2 separate regions of the Macaca mulatta genome follow, and region 2 is linked to region 1. A link is a contact called in public Hi-C data. All regions are on one chromosome and are shown on one strand. The core of a region is the stretch at or near the end of the contact, and the rest is flanking DNA. Distances in the headings are between cores, read along the strand shown.

What was found. Hi-C and Micro-C count contacts between places; a contact is called where the count stands out from the background.
Region 2: a Hi-C map of blood shows a contact between it and region 1, with 2.1 times the contacts expected there. The contact joins the promoter of MARCHF3 here to the enhancer-like site in region 1. A contact is called at or near these places in 4 of 14 Hi-C or Micro-C datasets (CD4 T cells, blood, cortical neurons and 1 more).

The regions. Positions count from the first base shown.
Region 1 is chr6:135,905,047-135,911,692 of T2T-MMU8v2.0, forward strand. All of the region lies in intron 1 of MARCHF3 (membrane associated ring-CH-type finger 3), which reads right to left. Among named protein-coding and RNA genes, the nearest start is that of MARCHF3, 58 kb to the right of the region's middle. Within about 2 kb of position 3,830, at least 18 of the 40 cell types and tissues checked have an H3K27ac peak or open chromatin away from gene starts, as enhancers often do. A contact at or near this core is called in CD4 T cells and blood, where this site is marked.
Region 2 is chr6:135,963,079-135,969,724 of T2T-MMU8v2.0, forward strand. It overlaps MARCHF3 (membrane associated ring-CH-type finger 3), which reads right to left and starts at 2,970. Exons shown (of 5, transcript NM_001266413.1): 1 at 2,777-2,970.

The DNA.
Region 1 (6,646 bases), core at 2,580-5,079:
TTTACATTTCCCCCAGCAATGTATAAGGGTTCCGGTTTTTCCAGATTCTTGTCAATATTTGTTATTGTTTATCTTTTTGATTCTATCAATCTTAGTGGGTGTGAAATAGCATCTCATTGTGTTTATTTGCATTTCCCTAATGACTAAAGATGTTGAGCATCTTTTCATGTTCTTATTGGCCATATATATACCTTCTTTGGAGAAATGCCCATTCAAATCTTTTGTCCAGTTTTTAATTGGGTTATTATTATTTTTGAGACAGAGTCTCACTCTTTTGCCCATGCTGGAGTGCAGTGGTGGGTTCTTGGTTCACTGCAACCTCCATCTCCAGAGCAGCTGGGATTACAGGTGTACCCTAGCACGCCCAGCTAATTTTTGCATTTTTAGTAGATACAGGGTTTCGCCACGTTGGCCAGGCCAGTCTTGAACTCCACCCAGGGCCTCCCAAAGTGCTGGGATTACCAGCGTGAGCTACCGTGCCTGGCCTATTTTTTTACTATTAAGTTGTAAGAATTCTTTATATGTTCTGGATACTAGACTCTTTTCAGATAAGTGATATGGAAATATTTCCTTTCATCCTGTGGGCTGTATTTTCGCTTTCTATCTTGAAATAGTCCTTTAAAGCACAAAGTCTCAAATTTTAATTATTTTTTCTTTCATTGCTTGTGCTTCTGGTGGCATATCTAAGAAACCATTGCCTAATCCAAGATCATGAAGATTTACACGTATTTTTTTATAAGAGTTTTATAGTTTTAGCTCTTACATTTAGTTCTTATATATCTGCATTTTTAAAAACCTTATCATGTACTTCTAAGGTACAACTAATTTTAGAAAGTAAGAGTGAGTAGATTTTGATAGCCTCCAAGAGTTTAGAAAAAGCTATGAGCTTTGATGCACAATTTTACCCAACACATATATGTTGGATGATTGGAACTTTTCTTTGTCTACTATAGGGGTTTTTGCTCTTTTGCAGCAGACAGTTGAGTTGTCCAGAGAGCTGATTCTGGAAAGGTGTATATTACTATTTAGGTAAATGGTCAGCTTTTAGTATCAGCAAAATAAGATACTCCAAACATGTTTAGGAGGAGCCCCTTACAGTCCCAAGTTTAAAAACACAGACTGTTATCTTAAGACATTTTCTATGTATAGAGCCCCATAGTTCTAACACGGGTATTTGGAAATGTAGAGAAAAGGAAGCAAAAATCAGCAGCTGGGACTTAGTTTCCAACCAAGGGAGGATGGCATGGATGGCTGCACTTCTTTCATTTGCAGGCACAACCACAAAGCATCAGTTGCTGGTTGATAGTTTGTTCTGGAGATGCTGAGGCCAGTGGTTCTCAAACTTGAGCAAGCATTAGAATCACCTGGAGAGTTTAGAAAAACCCAGCTTCCTGAGCCCCATCTGCAGAGATTCTGCTACAGGAGGCTGAGGTGGGGCCATTACTTTGCATTTCTAATAGGCTTCCAGATGATGCTGGCCCCAAGACCACACTTTGAGTAGCACTACTTTAGATACAGGGACCGACCATTTTGCCCTGGTGCTTACCAAACATTGACCAAGCAAACATTAAGCTAGGTGACTCTCCTTGGGGATGAATATGATAACAATCTACTGAGAAATTCAAGAGGCTATAAGTATCCCAATTTCATTAAAATTTCTAACCACTGGTGGTGTCATTTCAGGTGTTAGGCTTACATTCTTTTTCTTTTTTCTTTTCTTTTTTTTTTTTTTAATTTTTGAGACAGAGTGTTGCTCTGTCACCCAGAGCAAGTGCGGTGGGGTGATATCAGTTCACTGCATCCTCTGCCTCCTGGGTGCGGTGTGCAGTGGGACGATATCAGCTCACTGCATCCTCTGCCTCCTGGGTTCAAATGATTCTCCTGCCTCAGCCTCCCAGATAGCTAGGATTACAGGTACATGCCACCACACCTGGCTAACTTTTGTATTTTTAGTAGAGACAGAGTTTCGCCATGTTAGCCAGGCTGGTCTCGAACTCCTGACCTCAGGTGATCCACCCATCTCAGCCTCCCAACGTGCTGGGATTACAGGTGTGAGCCACCATGCCCAGCTGGCTTATGCGCTTTTTCTAAACATAATTTGTTCACTTAGGAAAGTGTCTTGATTTCAATAAAATTAGCATCGATTAAATTACTTTTTTTCTGTTTTTTGGTATTTGATCTTGCTTGATGAATGTGGACATCAGCTATGGGTTAGGAATGCTACTCAGGAACATCTACTGTGTTTGTGACCATGTATTTGACTTGTGGCCAAATGGTACTCTTGAGAGATGTGGTTGTGACTTTGACAGATTAAGCCAAAGTTAAATTCTGATGAAGCACAAAGGAATTTTATCAGTCCCGGGATGGTTGCCAACTGCGCTGGGCAAAAGAGTGATTTTCCAAAAAAGTCCAGAGCAATCCACATGTATTCTGTCACCTCTACTTCCAGTTTCTTCAAAGCCAGCCAAAAGCTTTATTTTCCTACTTCCTGTCATTTCCAAAACCACAGCTTAAACCTGAAAAACAAATGGGAAGCTGTGTTCCTGCCTCTTACAAACCAGCAAGAACACAGCACAGCAAGCAGAGAAGAGTTCAGTCTTGCTGATGTCACATGAGGCAGAATGAGGCCTCTGCTTATTTGGCTACTGAGTTTAGAAGATAAGCAGACAATTTATTGTTGGTAGGTTGAGAAAATTCAAGAACAGAGAGAAATCTGACAGTCTGGCCATAAGAAGACATTTTTGCATTTATGTTCTTATAGCCATACCTGAAGTCAACTAATTATGTTTGGAGAGAAGTAGAACACTTGCTTTAAGAAGAAAAAAACAATGTTCTATGCTGACCCTATCCCCAACATCCTTGCAGCAGGTCTATTGTACTCTAAGTTGTGCTCTAACTTCATTGGCAGGCTCCAGGCCTCTGTCCCCCAGATTACCCATGGGAGAGATCCAGCTTCCTTCACTCAGCAGCTCTTACACTGATCCCAGGAGGAAGGAAGCATCTTGTTTTAAAGAGACTGCAACACAACCCAAAGGAAAGCCAGTTATCTTAGTGTCCATATGTCCACAAGAGGAAAATGTGCGTGTAGCATTTTAATCCCAGTGAGTGATAATTAGTCACTAGGCTGCTAAGAAGTTTGACACTGTTATTCCTCTCCCCCTTTTCTAAATTGCAAGGGTAATAACCGCATTTGCACAGAAATCATGCTAACTGGCTAGCTACTTCATTAAATTACCATATGATTCTTATTTTATGGGTACAAAATAGTTGATCTCAGTGAACTGGCAACTTAGAAACCTAGGAGGCAAATTAGAGCAATTACTAATAAATTATACATGTGGTAACTAACAATTTGTCTATCACCTAGAAATATGAGAAAAAACTGCCAGACTCCCCAGTTGTGCAATTCTGAACAAATCTTTTCATTTTTTTCTTTTCCAAGACCAAAAGCTGTCATTGTCCACACCAGTTACACCATTACTCTTGCTGCTTTCACAGAGCCCAACATTTATAATACGAAGTTAGAAGTTCGAGTGGGATTTGCACTCTGTTTGGAACAGAGTGTTTGACTGCTTAAAATTAAAGAACAACAACAATAACAAAAAAATCCCTAGACCCTGAAATCACCCACTAAAAATCAGGAAGTGAGATTCATGTTAGCTTTCCCTATGTGTTTATGGAAGAGATAATGGCAAGAAGTAGGGGCAAAGTATCTGTTCATTCATAATCACTACTGTGCTTCGTTTCTGGGCGAGGCAGTGTGATGAAATTAAAGGAAGTTCTGTGTTGCCAGTCATGTGCTGTTATGGGGGAGGAGGTGAGATGAGGTCACTTAACCAGATATGATCTTTCTCTTCTCTTCCTGCTTGTCTCACCCAGGCCTCGGGTGTGCCATTCAACACGAAAGGTGTTGATGCCATTCATTAATTGAGGGTCAGATTCCTCCATCAGCATATTCCTCCCATCTGAGACTGCCTTACCTCCATCCACTTCCATCCCCAGCAGGTTTCATTTTCTGCAGCTGCTGTCAAGAGCTACGTGTAGGAAGAAAGAGGTTTTAACAACTGCATGCTCAAATTTATTCTCACTGGTCTCTTGTTTGAAGGAAGTCCAATGTCTAGACCCTGGATGTTGAAACAGGATGTAAAAAAAAAAAACACCAACCCCCCCCCCCCGCCCCGTATATTTGAGAGAGTTTTGACACCCATCCAAAATATACTCCAGCAATGGAGAAAAACTTGATTTTGGCATAATTTATATACCACATTTCTCCCTGTACCCAACAGAAGTGTGTGCTCATGTCTCTATATCACATGATATATCAGTTTAAGATATTCTTTCTCTTTGCCTTTGTTCCTGGTCTCATTTTCACTTTCACTTATAATTTTAATATCTTCTCCCCAGGTTCTTCAGTTATTTTTGCTATATGCCTGAATATAGGACCTAATTCCATGTCACCAATATCTCCCTTGAGAAGCACTGATGTTAAGTAGAATAAAATGTAATCAACACTCATTGTTTTCTACCAGGGCAACAGCAGGGTTTAAAACAAAACCAACCTCGTTATGAATTCCAAACGCCCTTCTAAATAACTCTGGGTGCCATTTCACAACGTGACCTGCATAGTACCTTTAGGCTGCCGTGGGAGTTGTGACTATCCTGTGTACACATGTTTACATGCTAGGTCGCAGTAACCCAGTAAACACATTCTGTAGCAGCCTGTAGCTTGTGGTGGTCCAAGCACAATGCATGAAATTCCACTTCTCCGGGGCTCCCGCCAGGTGGAGCAATCCAGAAGTATAGTTTCCACCTGTAGGGGAGGCGCCTGCAAACCTGGCAGCTCTGAAGTCACACTGCTCTTGATTCAGGCCACATCTGAGCTCACCCAGCTAGATGTTAAAGCAGACAATTGCAGAAGTGCAGAAGGTGGCAGAGAGCATTTGGGGGCAATGATCCTCAACTCTCACATTCCTTTTGCCTAAAATGCATTGTAATGACTCCACCTAGTTCAGTAGTGCTAGGAGAGACATGTGGATTCCTGCTTCTGTGCAATGATAAAGCAGTAAGTTATCTGTATTAGTAAGAACATATATATATTTTTGTAGTTCATCACCATCCAAATTGCCTAAGGTGATGGCCATAAAGAACATTATTTTCAGGCATAAATATAAGTTGGAGACTGAAGCATCTGTAAGAGGAATAAATACTTTCTATGCAGAATATTAAGCAAAATCTATTTTTTAAAGTGAGTGCCCAGAATGAAGAAAAGATGGATGGGGACCCTTCCCTCCCTCAAGTGGGTCAGATTGCTGGGAATGATGGTCCAGGCTCCTGGCCCCCATCCTTTCCTGTCAAGGCTACACCTAAGTGAGGGTGAAAAAAATCCTAGAGAAAACCACGGCAGGAGGGAGAAGCCTCCCCAGTGTGTCCTACTTCAGAATGCTGTTACTGGACCAAAAGAGCCCTCTGCTCTCCTCCTCCATATTTTTCACTGTTGCTCTCCAGGTAATCAGAGGCAGAGGGAAAAATAAGTAACCTTTCCTGATACTCTTGCCCTTGTATTTTGTTCAAAACTCTCTGTTACCAAAGGAATGATTAGGAACTTCAGTTGGAGGTTCTGAAATCAAAATCATTGCACTGAGTTTGTCAGATGAACTCATTTAAAAGTGGATTTCAGGGAATCTTGACCAAGATTTCAGATCACCACATACAAGTTACGTAGACTGTGGTTACTCAGACAATAAGAAAGTACGTCTCTTTTTGTAACCTAAACTCTGCTTCTTACTAAGTTTTTACATGTTCAATCATGCTTTGAGCATTACTTTATTCCAAAAAATTAATTTTGTCTGTGACTTAACAGTCTTAACGAAAAGCTATGTAAGTTATATGTGACAGCTGAAGTAATCTGGCTACCATTCATTCTGAAATCTATTTTTAAAGTGGGATACAACATTCTTTTTTTAAAAAAATTATTTATTTTTTATTTATTGAGACAGAGTCTCGCTCTGTCACCAGACTGGAGTGCAGTGGCACGATCTCAGCTCACTGCAACCTCCACCTCCCAGATTCAAGTGATTCTCCTGACTCAGCCTCCTGAGTAGCTGGGACTATAGGCATGTGCCACCACACCCAGCTAATTTTTGTATTTGTAGTAGAGATGGGGTTTCACCATGTTGGCCAGGATGGTCTCAATCTCTTGACCTTGTGATCTGCCTACCTTGGGCTCCCAAAATGCTGGGATTACAGGTGTGAGCCACTGTGCCTGGCTAAAGTGGGATATAATATTGTAACAATGAAATTTTACTATTACATTTTCATGTGTTCACATATATAGTTCAAAATTTTTTGTTTTCTTTTTAATTGACACAAAATTATACATATTTTTGGTGTATAATGAGATGTTTTGATACATGTATATATTGTGCAATGATCAAATCAAGGTAATTAATAAATCCATCACCTCAACCATTAATCATTTCTTTGTAGTAAAAACATTCAAAATCCTCTCTTCTAGCTATCAAATTATTTTGTAATTTGTGTAATATTCTGGTAAAATAGCCTAAACTGGGGTCATATTTCCTCATCAGCCACATTCTGCTAATGCCAGATGCCCTGGGAAGCTCTTCACTGCCATCCTGGAAGGATG
Region 2 (6,646 bases), core at 1,720-4,219, 57 kb after region 1:
TAAATTCATCAGGTCTTGTTTAATCAGGCAGACTTCCTTAGAATCAGGGCCAACCTGGAATAGGGATAGTTGAGGATTCCAAAACACTTTCAGACATAAGACAAAAGGGGTCCATTGTTGAAGACAGAGAGTTAATGCATTACCTATAAATTTCACATGGCCAGTAAATGCCACCTGGACATTTCTGAACAATTATTTGTTAAATCAACTCACAGACTATAATTTTTCTTTTATGTCATTAACACCATTCCAGTGTTTCTCAAAGTACAGTGAAGGGATCCCTGGCATTAACATCACTTGGCGGTGCCTGTGAAAATGCAGATTCCTAAGTTTCACCGCAGACTCCTAAATTGAAACCCCGGGACTGAGGTCCAGTCCAAGAACTGAATTTCTAAGAAACAGCCTAGTTAATTTGGATGATTCATATCAAGGCGGGAAAATTATTATGTCTATATAGTCCATTAGAAATTTAAAGACATTCACAGATTAGTGTTTTGTATGTTTTCCCCAAAATGCTTATATACCATAAAATTGAAAACAATACTTCTTGTGATGAGTTCTTAAAAACCATTCCAGCTTATTCTGCCCATATTTAATGAACACCATTATTAAAATGTAATTATGAGCATAAGATTATTGGGAAAAATATGAACTATGCTTCTCAAGAATACTGCCTTTATTTTGCCACCAAAGTAATTATGCTATTAAAGGAATTTATTGTTTTTTAAAGTATCAGTCACTTGGCTGCAAGAATTTATTAAGCTATTATACTCCTCCCATACCCTTTTAGTCATCAGAATTTTTGTGATAAAGCCTTTTTATTATTTTAAAACTATAAATTGTGAACCATTGCAACTAGTGATTAGACTGACTGTGAATATATGTCCAGGTTATAAATTCCTAAAAGCATGTTTCATTAGAATTACCAAGGCAGTCTTAACTATAGCTTCTGTGATAAAGCTCTGTTTACTTCTATTAAGGTGGTTTTTTTTGTTTTTTTGGGTTTTTTTTAGTGCAAAATGATTCAGTTTTAATGCATTCTTTTAACAAGCAAAAGCAAACGGTTTCTGATATACATGCCATACTGCGAGGCTGTAAACCAGTGTTGCATGGTGATGTGACAAGCACCACATTTCTAGAGGGATTTTTTTTTTCTCCAAGCTCCCCCTCCCCAAGCCGTGGCTATAATTATTTCACAAAATGCAGTTTGCCATTTCTAGAGACAAACATTTCCTTCTCCCTCACCTAACTGCAAGTTCAGGCCAAATATTGAATGAAAATGAACTTGAGAGGCAGCCTTTGTTTGTAGCATGTTGTTTCTGCTAAGAGTTGCCCCCTACCCGGGCTCCACCCCAGTGGTCAGACTGAAGTGTACATGTTATGTTTTAACAGATGGGCCGGCTGGCGGCTGCTGGGCTGTAAAACAGGAACGCGTAATCTGCACCGAGTGGTATTGAACTGAACGCTCGTAAAGTTCATGGACATACTCTGACCCAGACAGACCAGGCAGATGCAGACATGCTTACGCATACACACTTACTAACACCCCACAGCTCAGAGGATCCATCTCTGTGACCCAAGGGAAGTTCAAGGCTGAATTACCCCTTCATATATTTACCTCATTCACCTTTTAATTTTATATATACACACACTCACACATGTACACGTATATACGTGTGTATATGCGCATCTACATCTACATATACACATACAGAACTCTATATATCAACATTTTCATGTATTTTCAAAGGTCTAAATATCCCCAAATTCTGGACCTGTTTCTGTCTAGTATTTTCAAAAGCTCTCATTCATGTCAAATATGAATTATAAGAAAACATCGTAGTGAATTCTATTTAGTCCACACATAATATAAAGTACATGCATGTAGTTGGCCTCAGAAAAACAAGCTGCTTTTACCCCCTTACCATTAAGGCGGAAAAAACAATCTAACCCAGACCGAGTCACAAACGGAGTGTCAGGTTTAACCTTGAGTTCTCTGCTGTCAATTCCTGACTCAACTTCATTACCTAAACACGCAGGTGCTCAAACACCAACCGACCAGGCTGGCGATCCCTTTCGCAGCCTCTAGGATTCTCCAGGGCTCCGGGCACCAGAACCGACAACAGCTCCCGCCTGGTCCTAACGAAGTCCTTCGGACACCCCTTGCGGGTGGATGTGGAGGTCCGAGCACCTCAGGAGGGGCATGGATTCAAGTGCTAATAGAAAGCAATTACTTTAGAAAGTTCAAAGCCCAGCAGTGCACCCAATTCCTCTCAGTAGCTGCAGAGCACTGAAGCACCCGCTACAGAACCCGGCTGGTACTCCAGTTCTCTGGCGCTGAGACCCCAACTTGAGCCCGATGAGCGCTCGCTCAGCCTGGGGATCCAGACGCCGACGCTGGGTCTTATCGTGCGGCACAGCGCGGGTAATTTCTCAGGAACCGCGGTCCACCCGCCGCGGGCGCGGAGGCCGCCCCAGCGCTCCGTGTAGTCGCCGTAGAGGGGCAGGGGACGCATCCCGGCCCCACCTACCCATGTCAATTATGCCAAGTTGGTGCGGACGGGAGCCCGGTCCCGGGCGGAGTTGGGATGCTTTTGACAACAAGAAGTTCGGGAGTGGGGATATTGGCACGGAGTAAATCCCGCCCAGCCCTGACCTCCCCACAGCGGTCACGCTCGGACGAACGGACCGCCGAGCGCCAGGACGCGTCCTGTCCTCTCTCGCCGGCGCCGAACCGTGCCGAGAGGAGCCGCTAGCCCGGCGCGCGGCCACTCACCCTCCTCGCCGAGTCCCGATCGCAAACCGACGTCCCTGCTGCGGGTTCTAAGTGCCAAGTTGCCCCCACTCGGTGGCTGCTCACGGCCCAGTGGACCAGGCACATTGGCTCTGGCGGGCACCTCAGCGGGAGTACGGCAAGCCTGGCGGCCGCCGCGGCTACACAGTCGCCCGGAGCGCGCTGACAATTCACGGACCTGCTCAACGAATGAGGCGGAACGCCGGGCTGAGCGGACCAGGCTCTGGAGGGGAGGCGGGGCCGCGCGGCGGGAGGGGCGGAGCCAGCCCCGGGGCGTCATCAGCCCATGACTGGCGGAGCCGGCAGCCAATCGTGGTGGCGTTGGGGCCTCCCCGTAGCCGCCGTCCAGTCGCCTGCGGCCGAGGGCCGGCTAGGGAGACGCGCCGGTGGCTGGGAAGTTGGTTATTGCGAAGGGCCGTGGCTGCCGGCGGGCGCTGGGGGGCTCTCTGTATCGGGACCCGAACGGCTCTGGAGGGAGGCAGCGGCCCCAGAAGGCAGTTGGCTGAGAGAGACCAGGAGCTTTCGGAGCTGCCGCGCGCATAGCGCTGTGGAGCAAGAAGCCAACCTCAGCGCGGGTCGACACGCCAGTACCTAGCGCCCGCAGCAGGCGCGGAACTTAGCTGTCCCATAGGAGCCCCGCCCGGAGGAAGCTGAGGGCCCAGAAAGGATGAGTTCCGGACCGGGTCACCCAGTCGCAGGTGGAAACCTGGGCTCCTCTGGAAAAGGTTCTGATCTCGATCTGGCTATCTCTGAAACAAAACTCCAGCCCCGCAAACCCCCCAAAGTTCAGTACACGTCCCCGTCCTCACCCCTGCCCTCCGGGCCACCGGCAGCGGGGGACTTGCCGGCGCCTCGGGTCTCCTTCTCCAGACCCAGGGCATCGCGGGCACAGCTGGCGGCCAACAGAAGTCTTGGGCGCTCGACGGCGCCGGAAGCTGTGAGACCCTCCCTCTGGACGGACTGCCTTGCGGGGTGGCATCCTCTGCGGTGACTTCTGCTGCTGTTTTTGGGGTCCGCCAGGATTCCAAAATGCAGGGCGGGTGGCTGGAATTATCCATCTTCGTGGACAGGAAGCCCCAGAACGAACCACATCTGTCCCACTCTGCTTCCGCCCTCCTTCCCCGTCGCGAGCTCCTGGCTGGGATGGAGACATCGGGCGAGCTCGGAGATCCCGACCTCTCAGGGGTCACTCGCAGCCGAACAGCCTGGAATATGGCCTTGTGGGCCCTTCCAGCCCAACCCCCTAGGACCCCGCTGCTAATCTTGTCAACCAGTTTCTGAGCCCCTACCCTGGCTGCAGCACGCGCTTGCACAGGCGCGCTGAGCTACTAACATAGAATCAAAAGCAGGGGGTTGGGTGTTCTTGCTTTCCCGCTGAAGCCTAGAATGTAAGCAAGCCCTAGATCGTCAGCTCTGGGTGGGTAGGGGCCTCTCCCTGTCTAGAACTGCACTTGCCATGGGTAGGCACCTAACCCTTATTAGTAAAGGGTCAAATAACCTGCTGCCCGGATACTGACCTTCACCACTTACCTCTTGCTTCCAGCCCAAGCGCACTTCAGACCATTGCCTCATTCAGGTCCCAGGAGTCCTAAGGGTTTTAGTCTCTCAGTATGGGCAACTATTCACATGTAAGGGTGCTGCAGGTGTTATTTCAATGCCATCTGGCCTCTATAAGGTCTTGCATCATAGCTGACCTCTCATGAGAAGGTTCTGATGAGGTCACCAGGGAGAAGGAATGTAAAGGGCTGGTGGCTGAAAAGGAGTGAAATGGCCCCTCTTAGGTGAGCTCTGGCTTGGTTTGAGTTTCAACTCTGTCTCCTCAGCTCCATTTCTCAATGGGAAAAGGTTCATAGGAAGGTTGTCAGAAAGGCAGGAGACTAGGCCATGGACAGCCCTTTGCAGACCCTGAAAAATTGCTCAGTAATGCAAAAATTGTCCATATTTAAGTTATTTCTTTTCTATCTCGTGAACCAAAGGACTGCTACAGGCAAGGAAGACCATCTGACTCAGTTCCAGGGGTTCCTTAGCATGCTGCTGATTGGCCTACGAGAATGGCCTTTGCCCATAAAGTATTAGATGTAGACCACATGAATGGAATATTCACCAGGTTTCTGCCCAGGTCTGGATTGGGTAGGGACATGGCTGGAGGTGCCACACAGGAGAGCTAGAGAGAAGACTTGACTCCCAACCTGATTCTAGCAGAACTCCACTTTGATGTGTTTTTAAAATTGTGCTCTTCTGTTTGCTTTCACGGAGGCTGCCATGAAACATCATCTTTGACTAGAATTACCAGGAAATGCTCATGGAAGAAATATACTTCCTTGGATTTTTTTTCCTACCACACTTCAGGATATAACTAGAGAAAACGTTTGCCAACAGTGCTTATCATATTAGTACCCTCTGAAGCTTTTCATAGATGCTGATTACTATTTTTAAAATCATTTTGGGAATAGGAGCCAAACACTAGGTCGTGACTGTAAATTACTTTAGTATTTACATTACATGATGAAAAATGGAAATAAAGGAAATTTCCTGGCATGAAACAAGTTAGAATTAAGCAGGTGACTTTCATGTCCCGATTTCCAAAGTTTTCTGTTTGTTTCAGACAGATAAGATCATCCATGGGTTCCTGGACAAGTAACAGGTCTCATTTTCCCTTGTAGAACAGAAGACATTGAAAAGACAGCATATTCAGACTATATTCGTGTTTCCATACCATCTTTTGTTGTAATTGATTTTCAACAAGAGTCCCTAACAATCTCTTGAGTTTGGGCCATCCCCATATTCTACAAGGGAAAATGAGATCTGTTACTACTCCAGTAACCCATCCTCACACTATCTGTATGGAACAGAGAACCATGAAAATCTGGATGCAGAAGTCACTTGTTTAGTTCCAATCTATTTTGCGAAAGGAAATTTCTTTTACTCAAAGAGATGAAGAAATTTACGGAATGGCTTTGGAATGAGAAGATTCAGGTGGGATCAAGCAAGGCTTGTTCTTTAGTGGATGGTAAGATTGTTTTCAGGCACTGTCACTCCTTTCTGACACTAAGACAGTATTTTGGAATCTCCTAAATTTCAATAGGATGTGATTGGGAGTCATGGGTTCTAATCTTAACAGCTGCTGGGGTGGGTGCTCCTTGCAGTCACTCATCCTTTGTTATACTCTTGCTTCTTTGACCATAAAACAGTAGTGGTAGAATTGGCCCACTATGTGTAGCTGCGTAAAGGGGACATCATGACAGTGGTTATGAAGCACTGCAAATGCGTTGCATTTATAGTAGTACTGACTGCTAAAAAGGAGATGAAAATGATGTTGAGATGGGAAAATAGTGTGGTATGAACAATTACTATTTATATGTGCAATTTACATTTTTCTATTTACATGTGCAATTTCCTCCTTCCTTCCCTTCCCTTTCCTCCCTTCCTCTCTCCCCCTCCCTCCCTCTCTTTCTCTTTCTCTCTCTCCTGCTCTCCCTCTCTTTCTCTCTTTCCCTCTTTCTTTCTCAGACGCACACTCTGTCACCCAGGCTGGAGTGCAGTGGTGTAATCTTGGCTCACTTGCAACCTCCACCTCCCTAGTTCAAGTGATTCCCTTGCCTCAGCCATCCGAGTACCTGGGATTACAGGCGTGGGCCACCACACCTGACTCATTTTTGTATTTATAGTAGAGACGGGGTTTTGCTATGTTGGTCAAGCTGGTTTCCAACTCCTGGCCTCAAGTGATCTGCCCACCGCAACCTCCTAAAGTGCTGGAATTATAGGCGTGAGCCATCACGCCCAGCCCATTTATTTTAATCTCATTAGATATTGTCCTTTCAGTATGTAAGTGGAAATGAGAGGAAACCATCT